3 separate regions of the Mus musculus genome follow, and all the other regions are linked to region 3. The links are chromatin contacts, called in public Hi-C and HiChIP or PLAC-seq maps. All regions are on one chromosome and are shown on one strand. Each heading gives the region's core, a stretch centred on a gene start, on an enhancer-like site or on the middle of the called end of the contact. The rest is flanking DNA. Distances are from core to core; before and after follow the strand shown. Region 1 has its middle 15 kb from the start of Gm36876. Region 2 overlaps Cep112 (centrosomal protein 112). Region 3 holds the start of Axin2 (axin 2).

The links. A called contact is a pair of places that touch in the nucleus more often than the background predicts. HiChIP or PLAC-seq counts read pairs in DNA pulled down with a chosen protein or histone mark.
Region 1: a contact with region 3 is called in an H3K27ac HiChIP or PLAC-seq map of heart atrium, with 3 times the contacts expected there. The contact joins the enhancer-like site here to the promoter of Axin2 in region 3. A contact is called at or near these places in 7 of 39 promoter capture datasets (3T3-L1-derived adipocytes, the HPC-7 cell line, cranial neural crest and 3 more), 3 of 484 Hi-C or Micro-C datasets (nephron progenitors and uterus), 11 of 115 datasets of contacts at active chromatin or transcription factors (CD8 T cells, the SCID.adh cell line, astrocytes and 4 more) and 4 of 9 other capture datasets (adipose tissue, embryonic stem cells, liver and 1 more).
Region 2: a contact with region 3 is called in a Hi-C map of liver, with 2.6 times the contacts expected there. The contact joins the enhancer-like site here to the promoter of Axin2 in region 3. A contact is called at or near these places in 1 of 39 promoter capture datasets (hippocampal neurons), 7 of 484 Hi-C or Micro-C datasets (cerebral cortex, embryonic fibroblasts, forebrain and 3 more), 4 of 115 datasets of contacts at active chromatin or transcription factors (the SCID.adh cell line, embryonic limb bud, embryonic stem cells and 1 more) and 1 of 9 other capture datasets (adipose tissue).

Annotation. Positions count from the first base shown.
Region 1 is chr11:108,963,449-108,967,273 of GRCm38.p6, reverse strand. No RefSeq gene overlaps it. Among named protein-coding and RNA genes, the nearest start is that of Gm36876, 15 kb to the left of the region's middle. Within about 2 kb of position 1,418, at least 20 of the 459 cell types and tissues checked have an H3K27ac peak or open chromatin away from gene starts, as enhancers often do. A contact at or near this core is called in heart atrium, where this site is marked.
Region 2 is chr11:108,857,498-108,861,661 of GRCm38.p6, reverse strand. Cep112 (centrosomal protein 112) reads right to left here. Exons shown (of 27, transcript NM_001373899.1): 26 at 2,255-2,319; 27 at 1,047-1,470. The coding sequence ends at 1,467. Among named protein-coding and RNA genes, the nearest start is that of Gm36818, 3.8 kb to the right of the region's middle. Within about 2 kb of position 2,656, at least 3 of the 459 cell types and tissues checked have an H3K27ac peak or open chromatin away from gene starts, as enhancers often do. A contact at or near this core is called in liver, where this site is marked.
Region 3 is chr11:108,917,969-108,921,930 of GRCm38.p6, reverse strand. It overlaps Axin2 (axin 2), which reads right to left and starts at 1,582. Exons shown (of 11, transcript NM_015732.4): 1 at 1,370-1,582.

The DNA.
Region 1 (3,825 bases), core at 169-2,668, 46 kb before region 3:
CACACACACACACACACACATTTATTTTTTTAATTAATTAATTTTTTTTTTGAGAAAAGGTCTGACTATGTAGCCTTGGCTTGCCTGGAACTAAGTATGTACACCAGGCTGGTCTTAAACTCTAAGAGATCCATTTACCTCTGCTTCCCAACTTCTGGGATCAAAGGCATGCACCATTATGGCTGACTAATTTTTTTATTTGTCAGAAATAATAAAGGAATTCAGCATAGTTGGTTTTTTTTAATCAATCTTCTATCTATATGCTAGCATATAATTGAGAAATATGATCCTTGGTCTCATTTTTAAAAAACACAATGTACTTATGGACAAATTAAAACATACCATACATTTTTAATGCACATATTTTGTTATAAACAGAGTTATTTTTAAGGAGAGATGGCTCAGTGGTTAAGAGCACTGATTGCTCTTCCAGAGGTCCTGAGTTCAATTCCCAGAAATCACATAGGATCTGATGCCATCTTCTAGTGTGTTTGAAGACAGCTACAGTGTACTCATATATATATATATATATATATATACATATATATATATATATATGTATATTAATTTTTTAAATGAGGCTGGAGAGGTAGTTCAGAAGTTAAAAGAAGGGAATTCAGCATAGTGGGAATTCACCCACATGGCAGCTCACAACCATTGGCAACTCCAGTCCCAGGAGATCTGGTGTTCTCTTCTGCTTTCCTCAGGCACTGCATGCATGTGGTATGCAGACATACACATAGACAAAACACCCATCCATGCACATAAAATGAATGAATAAAAATGTTTAAAGAGAAAATGTTACTGAAAGAATTTAGAGGTAGTTCAAGGTTAAAAGACTTAAGGATAGATTTGGGGTGGGGGGTGTAGCTCAGTGGTTGAATGATTATTTAGAATTCATAAGAACTTGAGTTTGGATCCAAGCACACACACAGACACACACACACACACACCAAAATCAGGGTGGTTTTGTCCGAATTGATCTACACATTCAAGTGAGTCGCAGTTTAACATCCCATGGTTAATTGGGAGAAGCTGAGGTAGGAATTAACAACGTGATGACATAATGTGTATAGAAATATAAAGGACCAGAACTGGCCACATACAGAAAAGATGTTTAGTGAGTGAAGCTGGGGGCAGTGGAGAGACAGCTCCTTGTCTGAACTTGCTCGATGCTGGTCAGTACAACTCGATCCTCACCACAGACAACCCGGTGTTTGAAATTATAATTAATCACAGGGAGTAATAGGCCCTACCACAACCAGAGCCCAAAGGTTTCCACACCTAGCAGTGTCAGTGAGCACTGGTGTTGCAGCTTAGGAAAACAGTTTGGCAAGTTCCTGTCGTGTTGGAGACAAACACAGAACCCCATGACTTCACTCTTAAGTGAAATCATGTGGCCATCCAGGCTTGCAACTCAATGGATGAAGATGACGGGCTAAAAATAACAGCTCTGTTTATAACATCTCTAAACTGGAGGCAGGCCCACTCTCCATCAATAAAGGAACGAGTAAAGAAATGGTGTATCCATACTGTGGGTTAATAAGCAGTAATCAAATGGGAAAATATGTATATGGAAGGACCTAGATGAGCCCCTACAAAGGACACGGAACAAAACAAGCTGGCCGCAAGAGGGTATGGACTGTGTGATTCATTTATAGGAAATTCTACAGTTCTCATCGGCGGATGGTTTTGTCCCTCCTCGGGGATAGTATGTGGAAATGTCTGGAACAGTTTTCCATGAACACAAACAGGGATAGGCTATGCAGAGGCCAGTGAGGATGCTAACTGTCCATCAATACACAAAGCAGACTCCACAGCAAGGAGTCAGTAAGACTAGAAACCTTGTGATAAACGACCCTAGCAACAGAAAGCAGCTTGGTGATGGTTTCTGGCTTCAGAGGGAAAAGTGAGGGTTGACTGCAACAGACCTTGAGCAAAAGGCCAGTTTTATGTCTGGACTGTGGTCAAAGGAAACGCCATTTTAAAATGTGTTTAATATTTTGAGTCTCTGTGTGTGCTCACAGGTGCCCACGTGCCACGGCCACAGTGGGTGTGGAGGTTGAGGGTAAATTTCAGGACTTGGTTAGTCCTCGTATGGTTGTGGCAGGGTCTCTCTTATTTCTATGGCTGCTGCCCCTTGAGCTTCCTCACCAGGTCCCCAGACACACAGCCAGGACAGAACCTGGACTGCTGGGTTTGCACAGGACTAGAATTTTTACCTGCCGAGCCATTTCCCTAAAAGAGAGAATCATATTTCATGTAAATCGTATCTCAATAAAACTAATGTTTAGAAAAATAGGTCTGGATGCCTCTTTAAAACACATTCTTCTCCCTCCCACGCAGCTCGTACGTAATGGAAAGGTCACGATTATAAATTACCTTAAGGCAGAGTTTATTTTTAAACAGGGATCCCAGGTTATGTAGTCCAAGTTAACTTTGAACCTCTGACCCTTCTGCCTCTACCCTTCCAATGCTACGATGATGATAATGTTAGTATTGCCACCATAGCTGTTTTGCACGATGGTGGGGATTGAACTCAGGGCTTTGTGCATGCAAGGCAGACATTCTACCAACTGAGGCGTGTCCTTGAGTCCCTTTAAGTGGACTTCTAAGTGGTAAAGCTGAGTCTTTCACGGGGTGGGAACTTAGTTATAGTGGGGAAAGCCCGCACGTCACATAAAATTGAATCCATGTTTCCTAATTAGAATCAGAGGAGGATGGAATCAGAAGTAAGAAGCAAACACTCCTGGTGGAGCAATAGCGCTTCAGTATCCCGCTATCCCACAAATGCGCATGCGTGGACTCACAGAGCTTTGATGCCACTTAGGTGTGCGTAATAACCATTGTCCAGCCCTGCTTGCCCCTCTGCCTGTGTGCTTGCATTCACTGGTCCGCCCTTCTGAGAACACAGCAAAGTTTTGGGAGAGAGAGATTGAAGAGAAGACGGGACTTAGAAATGAGAGTTTTATAATCCTGTTCTGGCGTGTGCTAGAACAAGCCACCCCCTCGGGAAGGTCTTGGTGAACATCTCATCTAAGCCGCCCGAGGTTGGTAGCCTGAAATTGATGACGGTGGGAATGTTTACACCATGGAAATCAGTAGATGCTCCAAGACAGGAGAGCTCCTCTGGAGACCAGCTTGGTCAAGGTCGCTAGCACACAACCTCTCTGACTCAGAGGGAAATGAAACTCAAACCCCTAAAGAGAACAGCCATGGGCGTGAACAGAGACAGTGTGGTTTGGAATTTATGAGTTCTCCTCTTAGGTCATAAAAGACAGTTGCCACTACCCTGAAGATCCATCTTCCTATTGAAAAAAGAAACGGGGTGGGGGCAGGGGTGAGGCAGGGGAAAGACGGTAGCCTGGCGGGACTCTGTGGGGGTAGTTTGAAAGAAAATAGTAGTTGGTAATACTGGGCCTTCAGTTTAAATAAAACAAACTGTTTACTTTAGAAACCTGCTTTTGGAGCGAGGGAGAAGTGTTTGAAGGAGAGAGTCGTGCAGGCTGGAAGATCTGAGTTTGATCCCCCGAAGTCATGTAGAAAGCCCGAGGCAGTGGTGTGCATTTGAAATCTCGGCACTCCCAATGTGAGATGGGAGACTGGGCAGCCACCCAGAAACCTGGAGGTTAGCCATCCTGGAGTATACAGTGTAGAGGAGAGAGAGAGAGAGAGAGAGAGAGAGAGAGACCCTGCCTCAGCCAGAATCGGCTCTCAAAAGCTGTCCTCTGACCACACAAGAGATGGTACCTGTGCACGGCTTGTTAATTAATGTAATAGCATGTTCTCTGATTGGTGATGTCGCTCGGCTGGTAAAGTGCTCGC
Region 2 (4,164 bases), core at 1,407-3,906, 61 kb after region 3:
TTTTCTTGGTCCCCACAGAAGCACAGAAGAAGCATACAGCCTTCTTTGTCCCAAGTGTTAGGTCACTACTTGAGTATCAGCTGTCCTCATTGGTTAGGAGGCTTTAACAGCAGCTGCAATGATTTTGCTTACTGTGACTATTCTTGATGCCTATGTGGTCATTCACAGGACATATACTCTTGGAGGAGGTATTAGGGGGGAGGACATTTGAGAAGCACCAGGAAACTGGTGCTTCCATGAAGACTACTGAGTGCCAGATGCCAGCCTTCTACTGATGGCTTTGGAAGTGGCTGTACAACCTGAGTTTTCTTATCTTCCCCATGTTTCAGACAAAGTAACAAGAAAGGAAAACTAATTCCTGGACAGCAAGCAATGGGCAAATTTGGGCATGGGAGAGAGAAAAGGACGCTGAATAAACATAAGTTCTCTCCCTTGTCCTTGTACAGTAAAGCAGATGATTGCAGCCCCACTCTTCCCACTCCCCACATTTTTAGAGTGTCTCAAAAGGCCCATGGAATCCCCCAGGTTCACTCAAACAAAACCACAGCATCTTTGCAACCGCAACTGAGAATTTCCTTGGCAAATCAGGGCAGGACTTGATGTGGGAAAGCAACCCAGGCTTAAACACCATTCTTAAGAGCAAGCACATTGCAGACAAACAAGAGCAAGGGACAGGCGTGGTTGCTGGCCCATAGGCTGAGTCCTCAACATATAGCCAATTGCTGTTAGGCGCAAGGATCATAGGCAGATGTGACAATCAAAGCACCATAAAGGAGACATCAAGACAGTAACAGGAAACCAGAGCTGCCTGCAGGTCATCCCACCCCACACGCCTGCAGACTGGAGACCCACATGACAAGCACGACCCAGTCATCTGATGCTGGACAGCCAGTTCATGACAAAATTATGAATTGATCTTTGACATGGTATGAGGTATTTTCCTCCAAAGCAGAAATTGATATAATCAGTATTTGTTGGGGGGAAAATACCATGTATACGCCATACTTAGCAGATGAGGTGAGATAAAATGTAAAAAGAAAACAGAATAGTATAAAAATGACATTTTAATATCTGAACAATGAACATGGGAACAACATGAACAGGTTAAGCATTTTGATATGATACTACAATCGTGATTCTTATCATCCACAACTTGTAAGACCCTTGCAAAGCATCACCAAGGCACACCACAAGCAGACATCTCCTCCCAACATACACAATTTTCAACGTGTGCTCCAGTACAATCATGGAGTCAGCAAGGAGATGGAAAAACAGAACTTAGGGAGACACAAAGAAAGCCAACCAGTGCATGGATGATGCATGTTTTTATGATATTAATTATACTCAAGCATTTAAAAAACCCATTGATCTCACAGATTACAATATCCAGATCTTCAAACCTGCTGGATGAAGCCCTCGGTGCAGCCCAGATGAGAGTCATGTATCACACTCTACCACACATGTAGTTACCTGGAAATCAAAAATCCATGTTAGGGTTTTTAGTCAATTGTAAAATGTGTTACAATTCTGAAGGAGTTGGAGGTTCAAAAGGGTATTTGCTATCAAAATTTCATCACGTATGCCTATAAGCAACTGATCTTATCATCGTCAGGCACACAGAATCTTTTGAAAAGTAAATGATTCACAAGCTCATTCCTTTTATTTTGATGCCAAGTGGGCAGCCCAGTCTGTGACTGCACTTAAAAGCAAAGTTGCCTGACGGAACTGGACCATAGTAAACATCACCTTGGTTGGTGATATCACTGGGAACCTTTAGGGAGGTCTCCTGCATCTCACAGCTCTGCACTCTGGGCCATTCCATCTCTGTGAATAGTTAACATCACAAAGCCATTGACTTATTCTGGTCATGAGAACAGTGCCAAAGCCCTGGGGATAAGGGACTTTGAAGATGTGAGCCATCACAGAGAATTGCATCATGCCACAGTCTTAAAGGAAGATGATGTCTCCTTTAGTCCTCAGTTGGGCTTCAAGACTACACCTTGCCCGACTGCCCAGGTGAGGTCCCTACCTACTCGCCACACCCAGAAATTCCCGAATCTTGTTCTGATGAATCTAAGCCCGGTGATTAAAGAGGTGGGTGACTTCTCCAAGACAAGCTGTTCATTAAAAATGTCTTCCTTTCAAGACTTATCTTGTGTCTAGACATTTCAGTGAAGACTTGCAGGTCAAGGTAAAGGACTCCAGGGGTACACAGCACACATTAACCGGAAGGCGTGTCATGCACTGCTCATACCTTCTGCTTTGGTAGGTGGTCAGTTCTTCTTGAAGGATAGATGCCCTCTTTTGTAGAAAGTTGACCTAGAAAGACATCTTATATGAGTGCACACTGCACATACAGTATGTTAGGATTTTACTTAAACTCAGACAATCCCTGGGATAACACTTGGAGGAAGTGAATATTAATGATGGATTTTTCTACATCTGGTCACATCCTGTCCCTACCGAAAATCCACCCAAGGCCACAGAGCCAATTTCAAGCTGTGTCCTAGAGGCCATCTTGATTGGGTGCCATTCTGTATCTGGCTCCCTCTCTCCTCATGACCTTCTGCCACTGCCACCTTGTACCATGTCACTCATACTGTCACCCTTTGGCTTGGGCCATTTCTCACTTTGGAAAACTCGACTAAAGTCTCTTTGTCCTCCATTGCTGGCTCAAAAGTCAGCTGTCTCACTGTTTCCCAGTGGCTCCCAGTGACCCTGCTGTGTCCCAAGCCAGCTCTCCGTCCTCTGCACCCGATACCCTAGACTTTCCTCACTCAGCGTTGTGGTTATGTTTCATGGCCGTTCCCAAACCCTACGAGCTTTTCAGGAGCGGGACGACTCTGTCTATCTCCCAGTCCCCAGTTTCTTTTACAGGGCTGGGCATGTAGCTGGTATGCACTGGCTGTTTAATGAGCGAATGAGTGAGTGAGTGAAAAGAAAATTACTGCTTTCTGGAAACCTCAAATCCATCCTGGGGATTCCCTGAGGTTAGACACAGGGTTTGGGAGTGGAAAGCCCTTGAGCTTCTCCTGGACTTAAGCCAACTTGACTTCCATCCCTGGCTTGGTCTCTAAGGCCCTTGGAAGGTTACTCGGCTCTTGCTGTGTCATCTGTGAAACAGGGTTCATGACAGTTGCTTCCCAGGGTTAGGAGTGGTGAGCTGTGCCTCATAGCACATGCCCAGTACAGACTTCACAGTAGGGGCCACCATGGAGTAGAGGGCTGGGGGACAGAGCTGTTGCCAGGAATGGTTTCCTCAGTGAGGTCGTTATAGTACATGTGACTGCTCTGTGGTATAAATGTCTATGGGATCAATGACACCTATAGATCAGGCATCAATTCAAAACACCTTATCCAACCACATAAAAACAGTTTGGGGACAGCTTAGCTATGGTTCAATGTAATCAAGAATCAGCGGCATTTGATCTGCTCAGAATTGTTTACTCTTGGTTCTTTGGTCTGAGCTGAAACCATGGCAACGGCTGGTTCTGGGGCATAGTTATGCAAGAGTACAGCCGGTAGGACCCAAAATGTGCTTGAAAGGGAGGAAAGCACAGCCTGCCCAAGTGGATGTGTATCTCAGCGGTCCTGGGCTGGCTTAGAGTGGCGACCTGCTCTTCCTGGTATCCAAGGGCTCAAATGACCCACAGGACAATTGATAATTTTGACAGATGCAAGGATCATACTGCTTTAACCTCCTTCCCCCACCCTGCATTGCAATCGATTGGAATTTCAACAATTTTCAAAAACACAGGCACCTGTGCTTTCAAACTAAATCTGCTCCCTCTAAGGCCAGACTCCTCTGTGCAGCTGCCAACTCTGAGGGCCCCGTGCAGCTGGCAGCTCTCTCTCTCTCTCTCTCTCTCTCTCTCTCTCTCTCTCTCTCTCTCTCTCTCTCCTCTCTGTCTCTGTCTCTGTCTCTCCTCTCTGTCTCTGTCTCTGTCTCTGTCTCTCTCTCTCTCTCTCTCCCCTCTGTCTCTGTCTGTCTCTCTGTCTCTCTGTCTCTCTCTCTCTCATCAACATACAGTTCCAGGAGCTTGAAGCAGCTTTTATTACAGTGAAACGATACGAACGATAACAGAGGCCGTGCAGGTGGGCATTGGATTTCTCCCCTCCCCCACACCGCCAAAATAAGACTCTCCTCTGAGGGTGTCAGGTCCT
Region 3 (3,962 bases), core at 333-2,832:
CAACTGCAAACGAAAGCCTCCAGAGTCCCGGTATGCCGTCCACCAGGAGCGAGGCCGGAGACCCCGGAGCCCGGATGGGGGTAACTCCCTGGTGTCAAGCCTCGCAGAGGTTCCCGCAGAAAAAGGCACGGAAAGCAACCGCCTAGTCCAGAAATGGCGACGCGCGGAGTCTCGGCCTCTCCGCAAAAGGGGCGGCAAGGAGGAACGGGGGGACGGGAGCGCCCTGGGCTCTGGCCGGTTCTACCCTCAGACTGAGCCTTCACCAGCGCTCCCGGCACCTAAGCGCGGACCCGCGGATGGGAGGGGGAGACTAGTGGGGAAAGAAGTGGGAGGGGGCGGTGGAAGGGCGGGGAGGGCAAGCGGGGGGCGCCGCCACCCTTTCATCCCACCTTCCAAAAGCACTCGCATGAACACGCACACCCCAACTCATCCACACCCACGGCGACTCGACCCCCGAGGGCGAGCTGCCCGTCTCCGCCTCCGTCCCCAACGCCACTTGGAGAAGTCTCCCTGACCGGCCCCCCGCCACCCCGGACCCCGCGCAGGGGAGGGGACTCCAGCTCACCGCGCGCAGGGCCGCCCGGCCAAACCCCCCGGAGCGCTGGGCGCCGAGCCCGCCGCTTCCCCTCCGCGCGGGCCCGGAGCGCGCCCCGAAATAGCCGGCCTGCCAACTTCAAAGCGCCGCCCCGCACATCAAAGCGCGCCGGCCGCCGGACCGCCGCGGCCTCGGCACTCACCATTGATCCGCTGGCGCACTCCTTGCGGAGACCTCGCAGGCGCCGCGGGCAGAGCCCCTGCCCGGGTCCCCCGCTGGACTCGCAGAGGCTGCCCCGGGGCCCCCCCGGGCCCGCCCGGGCGTGGGGAACATGAGGAGTCTCGCGGAGGCGGAGGAGGGGGTGCACGGAAAACAACGATCCCGAGGTCTGCGCCGGGTTTTTTTTGGGGGGGGGGATCGTGCGCCCCGCTGCCCCTTTTATGCAAAAGATCCGAGTGGGCCTCCGCCCCCACCGCGGCCGCCCCCGGCCCCCGCCCGGCCGGCTTTCAACCCAGGTCCTGTTTCCAGCAGTCACTAGGCGCACCAAATGTCCTCCGGGCGCTTCCAACAAAAACTGCGCTGTGGATTTAACTGTGCACTTCAAAGGCGCGAGCCGAGCGCACGGTCCTGGAAGGGAGGTATGCGAGCCGCACCCGGGCCAGCCCAGCGCGCTCCAGCGCCCCTTTTGGGGGGCCGTGCAATCCGCACCCCTCTACTACCCCGGCCTGCTCCCGGTCGCCCCCTCCCGCGGCCCCGCGCCCCGCTGCCAACCGCCCCCGGCCGCACGGAGCTTTCTTAGAAACGGCTGCGACGGGACCGAGCCTCCGACCCCACCTTTTACAGCAAAGCTCTCCTTTGGGGAGGCGGACGCCTCGGCCTCCGGGTGGCCCCGAAATCCATCGCGAACGGCTGCTTATTTTTATTTCCCGGTTCTTGGGCTGTTACTGAGTTGCCAGGACCTTATCAAAGCGCAGCCGGCTCCAGCCGACTCCCCCGGGCCGGGCTCGGGGAGCCAGTGATCCCGCCGCGCCAATCACAGAGGCGCTCGGCCGGCCCGCGCGCCGCCCGCCTTAAAGGGACAGCGCGCGCCCGCTCTGCCCCGCCCCGGCCCGGCCCCCGTGGCACACTCAGCTCCCGCGTTAACCCTTCCTTGGCCCTCGTCTGCCCCCCGCCGGCTGCTGGCGGCCCCGGGGTGTTCTCGGCCGGAGTTCTGATTGATTTCATGTTTCAAGTTCTCCAGCCTCTGCTCATGTCTCCTCCCCCTGCCTACCTAGCGCTCTCCAGCTCTAGAATGCCAGTTTCTCTCTGGCCATTGCAAGAACTGCAATAAAGCACCCGCCCCCCCCCCGCCCCCCTCCATCAAATCAAACACGTTCCTACCTTTTTTCAAATTTCCCTGGGAATTTGGAGAGCCTTCTGGTAGGAGCTAGATCCGCTGGCCAATTCTTAGGGCGTACTCTGACTCAGAAGGCATGATGTGTGTGTATGTGTGTGTGTGTGTGTGTGTGTGTGTGTGTGTGTGTGTGTGCACTTGTGCTCCAGTATCTATTTGCACTAATATAGAAATAGTTTGTGGACAGTTGTGTTTGGATGAAGATGGGCGGTTGTGAATTTGTCTCCACAGTGGAATCAAGGTGCGCACCTCAGTTCCCCAATATTGCAACCTTACACATCAGTCAGCACCTTCCTTGCACACTCATGGACCTCTTTCCCCAACAAATCCGTGCCCACCACACTCTCCCAAAGGGCTGCCACCATCCCATATGTTACTTATTAAACAGCCGTGGAATGCCTCCCACACATACGCGGTGTTAAAGTATTAAAAATTCACCCCACTGTCACCTTCGAATTCCTTTCCACATTCTCCCCAAAATATTTATAAGGCACGGGCCTTAAAAAAATATGCCATAAGTTCAGAACACTTATTCATTCATCTGTTGTTGTAGAGCATTTCCCCGTGGATGAGCTGATAAACTTGCGGGGGGGGGGGGGGGGGGGGAATGGAAGTGAGTAGGTAGCCTGATAGAGTTCTTACTTCACAAACGCTCAGTTCCGCCCCAACCCCTGCACCACATAAGCCAGAGTTGGTGACACATGGCTGCCACCCCAAGGTAGAGCCAATCAATAGAATGAGAATTCCAAGACCAACTTAGTAAAATGGAAGCCAGCCTGGGCTACCTAAGGCTCAATCTCTCAGAGACAAAGCAGTAACACAACAGCAGCAACAAAATATCAACAGCGGAGCCCAGGGCAAAGTAATCCAAAGAGAGGAAAGCCGAGAGAAGCAAGGGCCTGGCCTTCTGAAGGGAGGGCGAACATTCCGCTTTGGAGACTTTGAAACAGGTAAGAAACATGGCTGTCCAAAGAGGGAAAAGTGTCCCCCATGTTCTACTGGAGAAAGAACCCGGGCTGCAGCAAAGGGCCAGAGAGCTCACACACCTTAGGCCTCAAATTCCACAGCCTAGAAAGGAGGCCCGGTGGGTCTCATCCTCCTGCTCTTCCTCCATGGTCAATGTACCTGGGTTTCCTTGCAACCAGAGCTGACCTCTCTAAAGCCAGCAGTCCCGGCTGTGAAATGTGGTCCTTCCGGGGAAGACCAGAGGAAGCGTGTTCCCATAATGCATCTGTATCTTGAGACAACTACCAGGTGTGAGGATACTGGGTGGCTCTCCATTCTCTCTGCCTTCCAGCTCTGACATGGTATATGGAATCCTAGACCAAAGGCATACCCGCCCACCTCCTCCATCAACCCCAGCAAAACTGTTTCCTGAGGGTCCTTGGGCCACAGAGGTATTGTCACAGAAACAGAAGTGTAGAGAGAGGCATGAACTGCCATAGAAGCAAGTACAGTGCAAAAACCCAAGGGTGTACACATATGTACCCCACCCCACCCCTGATTCTTCTCTCTCTCTCTCTCTCTCTCTCTCTCTCTCTCTCTCTCTCTCTCTCTCTCTCTCTCTCGGGGAGGGGACATAGAATCATCAAACCATCCCAAATCAAAATAAACAAGGTTCAGAAAAGAGGAGGCTTTCAGAAAGGAATTGGAACCTGGGTCTTCATGGGTGGTTTCCTCCCTTGAGTTGTCCCCACTGACCCCCCACTGCCCCTGAGCCACCCACAGTCATCACAGGCTGCCTTTAAACCGGAGAGCTTGGCTGCTCCTTCATTACCCCAGGGCTGGGGCAGTGGAGGAAGTGCAGCCCGGGGAGTCCCTTGTGGTTGGGATCTTCTCCACAACAGCCCCTCTGGGAGCTGGGCTTCCAGAGCAGGTGTTAGGGTCACCTCAGGCCAACAACTCCCTCTACTGTCTCTAGCATCTCACCCAACTTCATGTATACAGGAACATTTTGCATCTAGCCAAAGAGGCTGGGTGAGCCCTGAGAGGCTGGAAGCCCTCTCTGGCGCCCGGGTCTTTAACTCACTTGTT